Linked DNA regions of Oryctolagus cuniculus: region 1 is linked to region 2. The links are chromatin contacts, called in public Micro-C maps. All regions are on one chromosome and are shown on one strand. The core of a region is the stretch at or near the end of the contact, and the rest is flanking DNA. Distances in the headings are between cores, read along the strand shown.

What was found. A called contact is a pair of places that touch in the nucleus more often than the background predicts.
Region 1: a Micro-C map of ear pinna shows a contact between it and region 2, with 4 times the contacts expected there. The contact joins the promoter of LPCAT3 here to the promoter of PEX5 in region 2. A contact is called at or near these places in 2 of 6 Hi-C or Micro-C datasets (ear pinna and an unstated tissue).

Annotation. Positions count from the first base shown.
Region 1 is chr9:102,519,660-102,524,106 of mOryCun1.1, forward strand. LPCAT3 (lysophosphatidylcholine acyltransferase 3) reads left to right here and starts at 1,268. Exons shown (of 13, transcript XM_002712747.5): 1 at 1,268-1,831. The coding sequence starts at 1,681.
Region 2 is chr9:102,374,250-102,378,864 of mOryCun1.1, forward strand. It overlaps PEX5 (peroxisomal biogenesis factor 5), which reads right to left and starts at 2,884. Exons shown (of 15, transcript XM_070049300.1): 1 at 2,695-2,884; 2 at 1,146-1,305; 3 at 854-889; 4 at 447-579; 5 at 171-302. The coding sequence starts at 1,289.

The DNA of each region.
Region 1 (4,447 bases), core at 18-2,517, 140 kb after region 2:
AGTTACAGAGGCAGAGACAGAGAGAGAGGTCCTCCATCCGCTGGTTCATTCATTTAATGGCCACAATGGTTGGGGCTGGGCCAATCTGAAGTCAAGAGCCAGGAGCTTCCTTGGAGTTTCTCATGCGGGTGCAGGGCCCCAAGCGCTTGGGCCATCTTGCACTGCTTTCCCAGGCCACAGCAGAGAGCTGGATCATAAGTGGAGCAGCAGCTGGGTCTTGAACTGGTGCCCATATGGGATGCCAGTGCTTCAGGCCAGGGTGTTAACCTGCTGCACCACACTGCTGGTCCCACTAAATACTTTTCTAAACAAATGACATACTTCCTCCCCTGTAAAAAGGTGACTGGGAAGAATCGACAGACCTAAGTTTAAATTCTCTCTCTGCCGCAGGCTGGGAAATGAACGGAGCAAGGTCTTGAGCTTCTCCAAGCATCCGTTTCTCTAAGAGGACACGGTAATAACAAACACCCTGCTGCACAGACACATTAAGTGCCCTAGTAGGTAAAAAGTGCAAAGGGCTAAAAAAGCACGAGCTGTAATTGTCCAAGAATGCCCTGCAAATTCCAGTTATTACAAGAGTTCCTTTGTCTCAGACGCTCATGGAACCTTGATCCTGTCCTGCAGAGTGCTCGCCTTCACGGCCAATTACATGGTCATTGATGCTATTAATTGTGCGTCATCCCCACGCCTGGGCTTCGGGCTCACGATGATGCTCACAAACCCAGCACAGGTCCTGACACATGCTAAGTGCAACACACTTTTTTTTTTTTTAAGCCTTAACAAGGGATTACCTGTTGGAAGCGAGAATGGGAGGCAGGTGCAAAGAAAGGGCTCTGCCTTACGCGTCAGCGCCGTTGGAACACTATAGCATATGTATAACTCAGTGACAGCACTAGTTTAATTTTTAATTAACAGGTGCCCGTTCGGCATGTTTAGATTTCATCGCCTCCTACAGGAAGGTCACGTTTTACTACAGGAAACTGCATGAGGGAAAGGATCCGTGGGATAAAAAATAAGAAGGTGCTGCCGGAGCACCCGGCTCTCCCCGCACAGCCTTGGGCAGTGGCGGCGGCTCGCCTAACGGCTCCGGAACCGAAGAACGGCCGGGAAGCGCCGTTAGGGGGCGCTCGAGGGGCTGCAGCAGGAATTCCCGCCTCCCCGTTACATGCCCCAGTAACCCCAGCGCGCCGGCGACCGACAGTAACCTCGCGGTCGGGTGACGGCCCCCTCCCCGCCCCGACTCTCGCCTGCTCCCGTCTCAGCCAATGGGAAGGCAGCGAGCGAGCCGGCCGGACACTTGCCCTCGCGGACTCCTCCCCCGAGCAGTTAGATCCGAGCGGCACCGTCAGCGCGCCGCGGGCCTCGGACTTTTCCAATCGCCGCCCTGGGTCGCGGCTCCACGCCCCGCCCCGCCCTCGCCGGCCGGCGTTCCCTCTCGCCAGGAGTCACCTTTGCCTTACAAACGTTCGGGCCCGCCCTCTTCCTACCTTACCGCGCTAGGCCCCGCCCCCTGCACGCCTCGACCAATCACCGGGTGGGTCTGGCGGCGCTGGGCGGACCTGCAGCCAATGCGCACGCCGTGGGCGGGCCCCGGGCCGGAATTGGGGGTGAAGCCACAGCGTCTTGCCCACATTCGGGGCGCGCGGAGCTGGGGGTCCCCGGGGGGCGCCCGCAGTTAAGATGGCGTCCGCAGCGGAGGGGGACGTGGGGACGGTGGTGGAGCCGATGAGGGAGCTGCGGTCGGGTTTCGAGGAGCTGAGCCTTAACAAGTTGGCGACGTCCCTGGGCGCGTCAGAACAGGCGCTGCGGCTCATCATCTCCATCTTTCTGGGTAAGGACCCTCCGGCTTCCCCCTGCCCCCTCGCAGAGTCCCGGGGAATAGAGGAGGCGAAGGGGCAGGACCCCAGGGTCTTGCCGGAGCCACCCCAGGAGGGCTTTGGGGAGTGCGGGTGTGAACCCTGAAGCACGCCAGCCAGCTGTTGAGGGGCAGACAGAAGTCCTGTCTGGGGTCTGGGCGCGCCGTGCCCTCCGAGCCGCTTCACCTTCGCCCCCCGCCGCGCCCTCTGGCCCCTCGGACGGCGCCCACGGCCACCCAGGGTGCCGTGCCCCACCCTGGGCCCCACGACCTGCACTTGCTGGCAGCCCCCCGGAGTTCCTGTCTCTGGCCATGTGTCCTCCTGCCAGTGTATTGACACCCCGGACACAAGCGCGTGTCTTACCAAGGCTAGATGTAGGCCCCTCAACTTCGGTACTTCACTCCTTCCCCAGCCTCATAGTCCATACTTGCACATTCTGATGATTTTATATTACACTTTCATCTCTTTCCCGTCCCGTTTCTAGTATTTTCTTATGCCATATTGCCACCCCTCTCCCCCGGTAGCCACCCACCTGTCATTTACTCTGAATTATCTTTTTAATGCTTGGCTTGGGAAACAGGACTAACAACCCCCTTAAAAACTATCCATGCTACTCCAAGCGTTTATTACCGGAATGGTTCAAAGGATGTGGTGTATCTGAGTTTATGTCACAACAAGCGGTTTTAAAACTGGTTTATAGACTTTTTTTAACCACATCCTCCCCTTATAGTTTTTTAATATGTGAAGCAGCTTGGTACAATGAAAAGAAGTGTGGGCTTTGAAGGTAAGCGAATGAGATCCGGTGTAGCTGCTGCTTCTCATAGCTTAGCCTCCCTGGGCCCAATTTTCTTATCTGTGAATGAAGACAATGCCGACCACTAGGTAAGTTAGTCCTGTAGGAATGCAGAGCTGAAGAGCTGAGACCGATAGACGAAATAATTTGAGCAGTGGGAAGTCTGTAAGAAGGTTGTAGAACTTTAGTTTGGAAGGTTTCATGAAGGTTACAGAACTTTGGCTAGGAGAGTGGGTGGTGGCGAAGAATTAAGCAAGAGGTAAAGTGGTGATAAGGAAACCAGAAGGGCCGGAGCGGAGCGTTGGACATCTGAATGTATGAAGTGTTAGATAAAGTTGGGCAAATGTGGAAAGCCTTCCATGCCAGAAGGAAGTCTGGCATTTCTCCAGCAGTCAGTGGAGACCTTGACATATCATATCACCAAAGGGTGTTACCCCATCTAGATAATGGGAGAGGCATTAATTCATATTTAAACAAGCTTGCCTAATGTCGCTGTTATTTGTCTGTTACATATCAAACAAGGATGATCTTCCGCTCTCTTTAGCTCTCTAAAACTGTAAGGTGTTAGAGGTGGGAAGGACCTTAAGTTATGCAGTTTGCTCAATGTCACCCAGGCATGACCCAAATGTGTCAGCACCCCACTAGAGGGTTCTTTGTGCCACACTAACTTTGAACTTCCTGCTCTTGCTTCTGACCCAGGTATTTGTTGGAATTGTAGTTGGTGATTAAGAGAGTTGACATCTGATAGTTAGGAAGCCCATGGTTGATTTCTCAACTATAAATTGAGACTGTGACAGGAGCAGCAGCAAATTATCAGGAGCAACCTTGTTAAATGGAAGTAGGACTTGGAATTTATCTTTATCTTTTGTGTGCACGCCTGCTGGGCTGTTGTGGGCTACTGTGTACTGTCTGGCGCATTCGGCTGACTAGGAAATGGTTTTGTCCAGACTACCACCAATCAGCAAAGTAGTAAACACTAGTCTCTTACACCTGCCACACTCCTGAGCCCCCTTGCCTGTTTTCCCTGTTTCCCGTATCCTCTTTTCCCGTTTCGTATACACTTTTTTTTTTTTTTTTTTTTTTTTGACAGGCAGAGTGGACAGTGAGAGAGACAGAGAGAAAGGTCTTCCTTTTGCCGTTGGTTCACCCTCCAATGGCCGCCACGGCTGGCGCGCTGTGGCCCGCGCACCGCGCTGATCTGAAGCCAGGAGCCAGGTACTTATCCTGGTCTCCCATGGGGTGCAGGGCCCAAGCACTTGGGCCATCCTCCACTGCACTCCCGGCCACAGCAGAGAGCTGGCCTGGAAGAGGGGCAACCGGGACAGAATCCGGCACCCCAACCGGGACTAGAACCCTGTGTGTCGGCGCCGCTAGGCGGAGGATTAGCCTATTGAGCTGCAGCACCGGCCTCGTATACACTTTTGCTGTCCGTAGCTCAGTATTTCTCACTGTGAGATCAACTTGGGGCTTCCCGTTGTGTCCTCACGTGGCTGGCAGATTGTGTTTCAGGCGTGGGTACATGTAAATTGATGAGCTGACATATGCATGGAAGGAGTGCATTTTGGCTCTCAGTGTCTCCCGTACAAAGGTTTTGCTGCTCCTGGGTGTTGGAACCTAGAAAGCAGCAGCCTTTCAGCAGTGGAGTTCTGGTTGCTAGAGGCACCAAGAATTTCTGTAGGCTAATATGGTTTCTGAGTCGCTCTCTACTGATTAGATCATTGGGGTTGAAAGCACCTCCCTCTAAAAACAAATACTCCCCGGGAAGAGTTAGCTATATCATTCATATTGTAAAGTATAA
Region 2 (4,615 bases), core at 1,634-4,133:
CCTCTGTAATGTAAGTTTCAATTTCCTATCATCATCCAGCGTCCTGCAAAAACTAGCAAGAGACCAGAAAATCCTGGGCGACCAGAATAACCCTATATGCCACGATTAGGGAAACGCTACAGAACTCTGCCCCACAGGAGCTACTGTAGATTGTCCATGACAAGCCTCACCTGTGACTTCAGCGATGAATTCCTGCGACCAGTCGGTCTCATTATAATCCTGAGTTACGTCCACAGCATCTCCTGCTGCCAGAAACTCCTGGGCCCAGTTCTCAGATAACGCCAAGTCTGCCACACCAGGGGCTGAAAAGACAGAGACACAGGCCCTAAGGAAGGAAAATAACTCACTACACTTCACGTCATCCCACCTAAGAGGAAAACCGGCTTCCTCCGACTCCTCCTGCATCGCAGGTCCCCAGGCACGAGCTCCGGGGACGCTGCACCCACCTCTCTGGGGAGCCTGGCGGAAGCTGGACTGTTCAATCTCCTGCATCTCGGCCAGGAGGTCGTCCATCTTGAAGGTCTGAGGCGCGCGGGACACAAGCGGCGCATGCTGGTCATGCAGGAATTCGGCCACCAGCTATCAAGAAAGATGGGGACACGCACCCAAAGAGTCAGGGGGCCCCCGACAACCAGCAGGGCCCGCTGGGAAGGGACACTGATGTCGGACAGCAGACAAGGGAAGCAAACCGCACATCCAATAAAGAGAAACGTTCTTTCATTAGCTTTAAGAAACACAAAGAATGAAAAAGCAGACAAATGTCACGCGATCAGTAGAGTCCAAAGACCAAAACACGGGTGAAGTTTAAAGGTAAGAAAAAAAAATAGGATAGAAAAAAAACTAATACGTGTACCTCATCTTCAGAGGCTACTCCTAAAGGTTTGGAGACCTAAGACAAGGAGAGAGAAAAGCGTTAGGATTCAGACGAAGGCCACAGCCATTTACATGACCTTGGGCAAGTCCAGAGCCTTCCCAGGGACTCAGTTTCTTCATCCATAAAATGGTCGCCTTTATCTACATAAAGATGCACGGCGCTTAGTCAGCGCTCATTAACTGCTAACTACTACTATCTGCAACACAATAGAGAAAGCAGCTCTCCCAAGGGGGCCCCAACAGGAACCTCCCGCTCGTCCGCGGCCACGCACCTCTGCGGCGGGGGCTCCCGGGGGCCAGGGCCCAGGCCTCAGGCCCTCCTGCCGAAGGGCCTTGTCCTGCGTGAAGTGCCCGGCCAGCTTCATGAGCGGGTTGGCACCCCCGCACTCGGCCTCCACCAGCTCCCGCATCGCCATGGTGACCGCCAGCCCCCTGATGGACACAGGTCTGGAAGTGAGGTCCCGAAGCCAGCCCCTTCCCCAGCCCGGTGCTGAGGGAGGTGACGGACATCTGTCCCACCCGGGCCAGGCTGCCGGCCGCTGGCCACCCTCTGCCCCTGTGCCGGCCGCTGGGCCCCCCACCTCTGCCGGCCGTCCGAGCAGAGCCGGCACCCGCCAGCGGCTCCCGCGGCTGTGGTCTCAGCTGCGGAGCCGGCCAACAGCCGCCCCCCACAAAGGGGCGCGGACCCCAGGGGGATACGAGGCACGCCTCACTGAGCGGGCTAGACAGGGACACTGGCGGGGCAAGCAGCAGGGAGGGCGCCGCCGGGCCGTCCACCCCGACCCCCGCGCCCCCAGCGTCCCGTGAGCGCTGCGGGGCGCCATCCAGTTCCCCCAAATCACCTGAGCCCCTCCCCCCGCTCGGCCCGGTCCCAGCCCACCTCGCTCGCGCCCCCGACCACCCCGTCTCCCACTCCGCGGTGGCTGCTCCAGCCCCTCCCCCGGGACCCGCGAGGCCACCGCAGGAACCGGGGAGAAGCTGGGGCACTTGTCCTCGCGACCCTTTGGGGCCAAGAGCTCACCGCCGCGCGCCGCGCCGCACGACCCGCCGGGGCACCTGGTGCGGACTTGGGGGAGGGGAGCGGAGGGGGCGGAGAGTCGGAGGCGGGGCTCAGTCTTAAAGGGGACGTGACCGCCGCGCTCCCGTCGAGGCCCTGCGGAAGCCGATAGAGGAGGCGTGGCCTTAAGACTGCGACGCCGCGTGACGGGAGGAGCCGTGAGTCTTAAAGGGGTAGGAGCGCCTTAAAGGGGAAGTCTTGGCGAGTAGGCTCCGCGAGCGTTCCAAGGGGTCGCGGACGCTAGGAATTTTTTAGAAGGAATGCTCAAAGAGAACTGAGAGGTCTCCTGGGCTTAGGGGGCAAGCCGACGGCGCGGAATCCCGGGCTTAGCTCTTCTCTGAGGGCGCATCGTGATTCTAAGCCTCAGTTTCCCCCGCTAAAATGGGGCTGGCTCATCTTCCCGAGCCCAAGTGAGAAAAAGGTCCTAACACCAGGGGCTTTGGGGGTCAGATCTAGGGCCTTCTTCAGACTCCTAGCCCTGCCTTCCTTCCAAATTGTCCCCTTAGGGGCAGCGTCACTGAGACCTAGCCCACCCACCCACCCACCCCCCGCCACGGGAAACAGCCCTGGATGATGACGAATTCCCGAGACTAAAATAGGGTGCAGCGCATCCCGAGCCCTCCGGCTGGGCGCGTCCTGGGAAGGCGCGGCGGGTTGCTCCTCTCCCCGCCTTCCTCCCTCATCGTTGGTCAAGGTCACCAAGGTGGCCGGACCCCCTCTGCACCAACGTGTGCAAGAGAAGCTTTTAACCACGGAATACGAACCCCGCCTCAGGCTTCACCGTCTGCCGGAGATTCTGCTCTGGTGTCAATGTCAAGGTTGCTTCCTGGGAAACAAGCCCTGCTGTCCCCCCTGACTCCAAGACCAGGAAGGTGAGGGACACGAGGGGTTCAGGGTTGCGGGGAGAAGATGAGCAAGGGCGGGTTAGTGCCCGCGAGACCCAAGTACCAGCCCAGCCCGGGGACCCCGAGAGGAGGCAGGTGGACAGCAGGTGGCGTCCTGGGCCAGGCTTGTGTGCCTCAGAGCCCCCCGCCTTTCCCCAGCCCGAGAGCCTGGAGTGTAACTTCATACCCGGGATAATAGACGCTCTGGTGCCTCGAGGGAGAGAGCCCGCAACATTTCTCCTTACCTTCTCTCCCTGACTTCCCCGTGCCCTGATCCCGCTCCCCCATTCTCCGGGAGACAAGGAGCCCTAGCCCTTGTGTGTCAGGTTGCCCTCACTGGGAAGATCCCGAGTGTCTTATAAACTGACATTTGTTTTTAAAATAGACTTTAAAAAGGGGGATCTCCTGCAGAGACCAAAGCTGAAAGCACATGATATGGTAAAATGTCAGAACATCGAGGCGACCGGAGAGGGTTTATGGAATGCTTGCTAACAGGCAGGTGTAAACACTGTATAAAGCAGGTATTAACAAACCCACTCACAGATAAGACTTGCCCAAAATCAGACATCTAGAAAATCAAAATTCAATCCACTCATAACTCCAGCTACCTACCCATTATACAACACTGTTTCCAAATTTTAGGGGAGCCTTGTTGCATAAATTCTAGAGAGTTTTTTTTTTTTTTTTTATATGAGAGGCAGAAAGACGAACAGAACTCCCATCGGCTAGTTCACTCCCCCAGATGCCTGGCTGAAGCCTGGGACTGAAGCCCAGAACCAGGACCCAATCCAGATCTCCCACTTAGACAGCAACCACTGGAGCCATCACCACTGCCTCCTGGGGTCCTCATCAGCAGGAAGCTGGAGTCAGGAGCCAGAATCAAAAATAGAGCCCAGGCACTCTGATGGGGACACAGGCATCTTAACCTGGGCCAAATGCTCATCCCATACTCTGAAGTGCTCTGGTCTGCGAGACCAGAGAATTCCCAGAACCTGGTCCGCACTCCCAGACTTGCTGGGAACAGTGGTTAGGGTTACTTGACTGTTTAGTGTTTGTTTATTTTACTGAAGTTCTAGATTTGTTAATTCAAGCTCATCTTTACGTTCTTATTCATAAAAGTAGTAATTTTTCTTATTTTTTATTTATTTATTTGAGAGGCAGAATTACAGAGAGAGGAAGAGACAAAGATAAAGGTCTTCCATCTGCTGGTTCACTCCCCAAGTGGCCTCTGCGCTGATCCAAAGCCAGAAGCCAGGAGCTTCTTCCAGGTCTCCCACGCAGGTGCAGTGGCCCAAGCACTCAAGCCATCTTCTGCTGCTTTCCCAAGGCATAAGCAGAGAACTGGGTTGGAAAGGAGCAACCAGGATATGAACCGGCACCCATGGGATGCTGGCACTGCGGATGGAGGCTTAGCTTATTACGCCACAGTGCTAGCTCCATAAGTAGTAATTTTTATGAAATAAAAATAATTTTTAATTCTTCTTTAATGTTTGATTCAAGCATAACAGGTTAAATTCCTCCAATTTTTAGACACTTATGTTGTATTTACCATGTGCCAGACATTGCAAACATGGATTTTTTTAGTCCTCATAAATTGGAAGTGTTGATTTATTTAGTCCTCGTAATAACTACTAGTAATAACAATAATTGTGGTCTCTGTGTTACAGATGTGGAAACTGAGAGGTTCAGTGACTTACCCCCGGTTATACTAATAAATCACAAAGCTGGGATCTGAAGTTAGATTACAGGGCCTGTAGGGAACCAACAGTAAGTACTTTTGGTTTTGCATCCACACAGTATC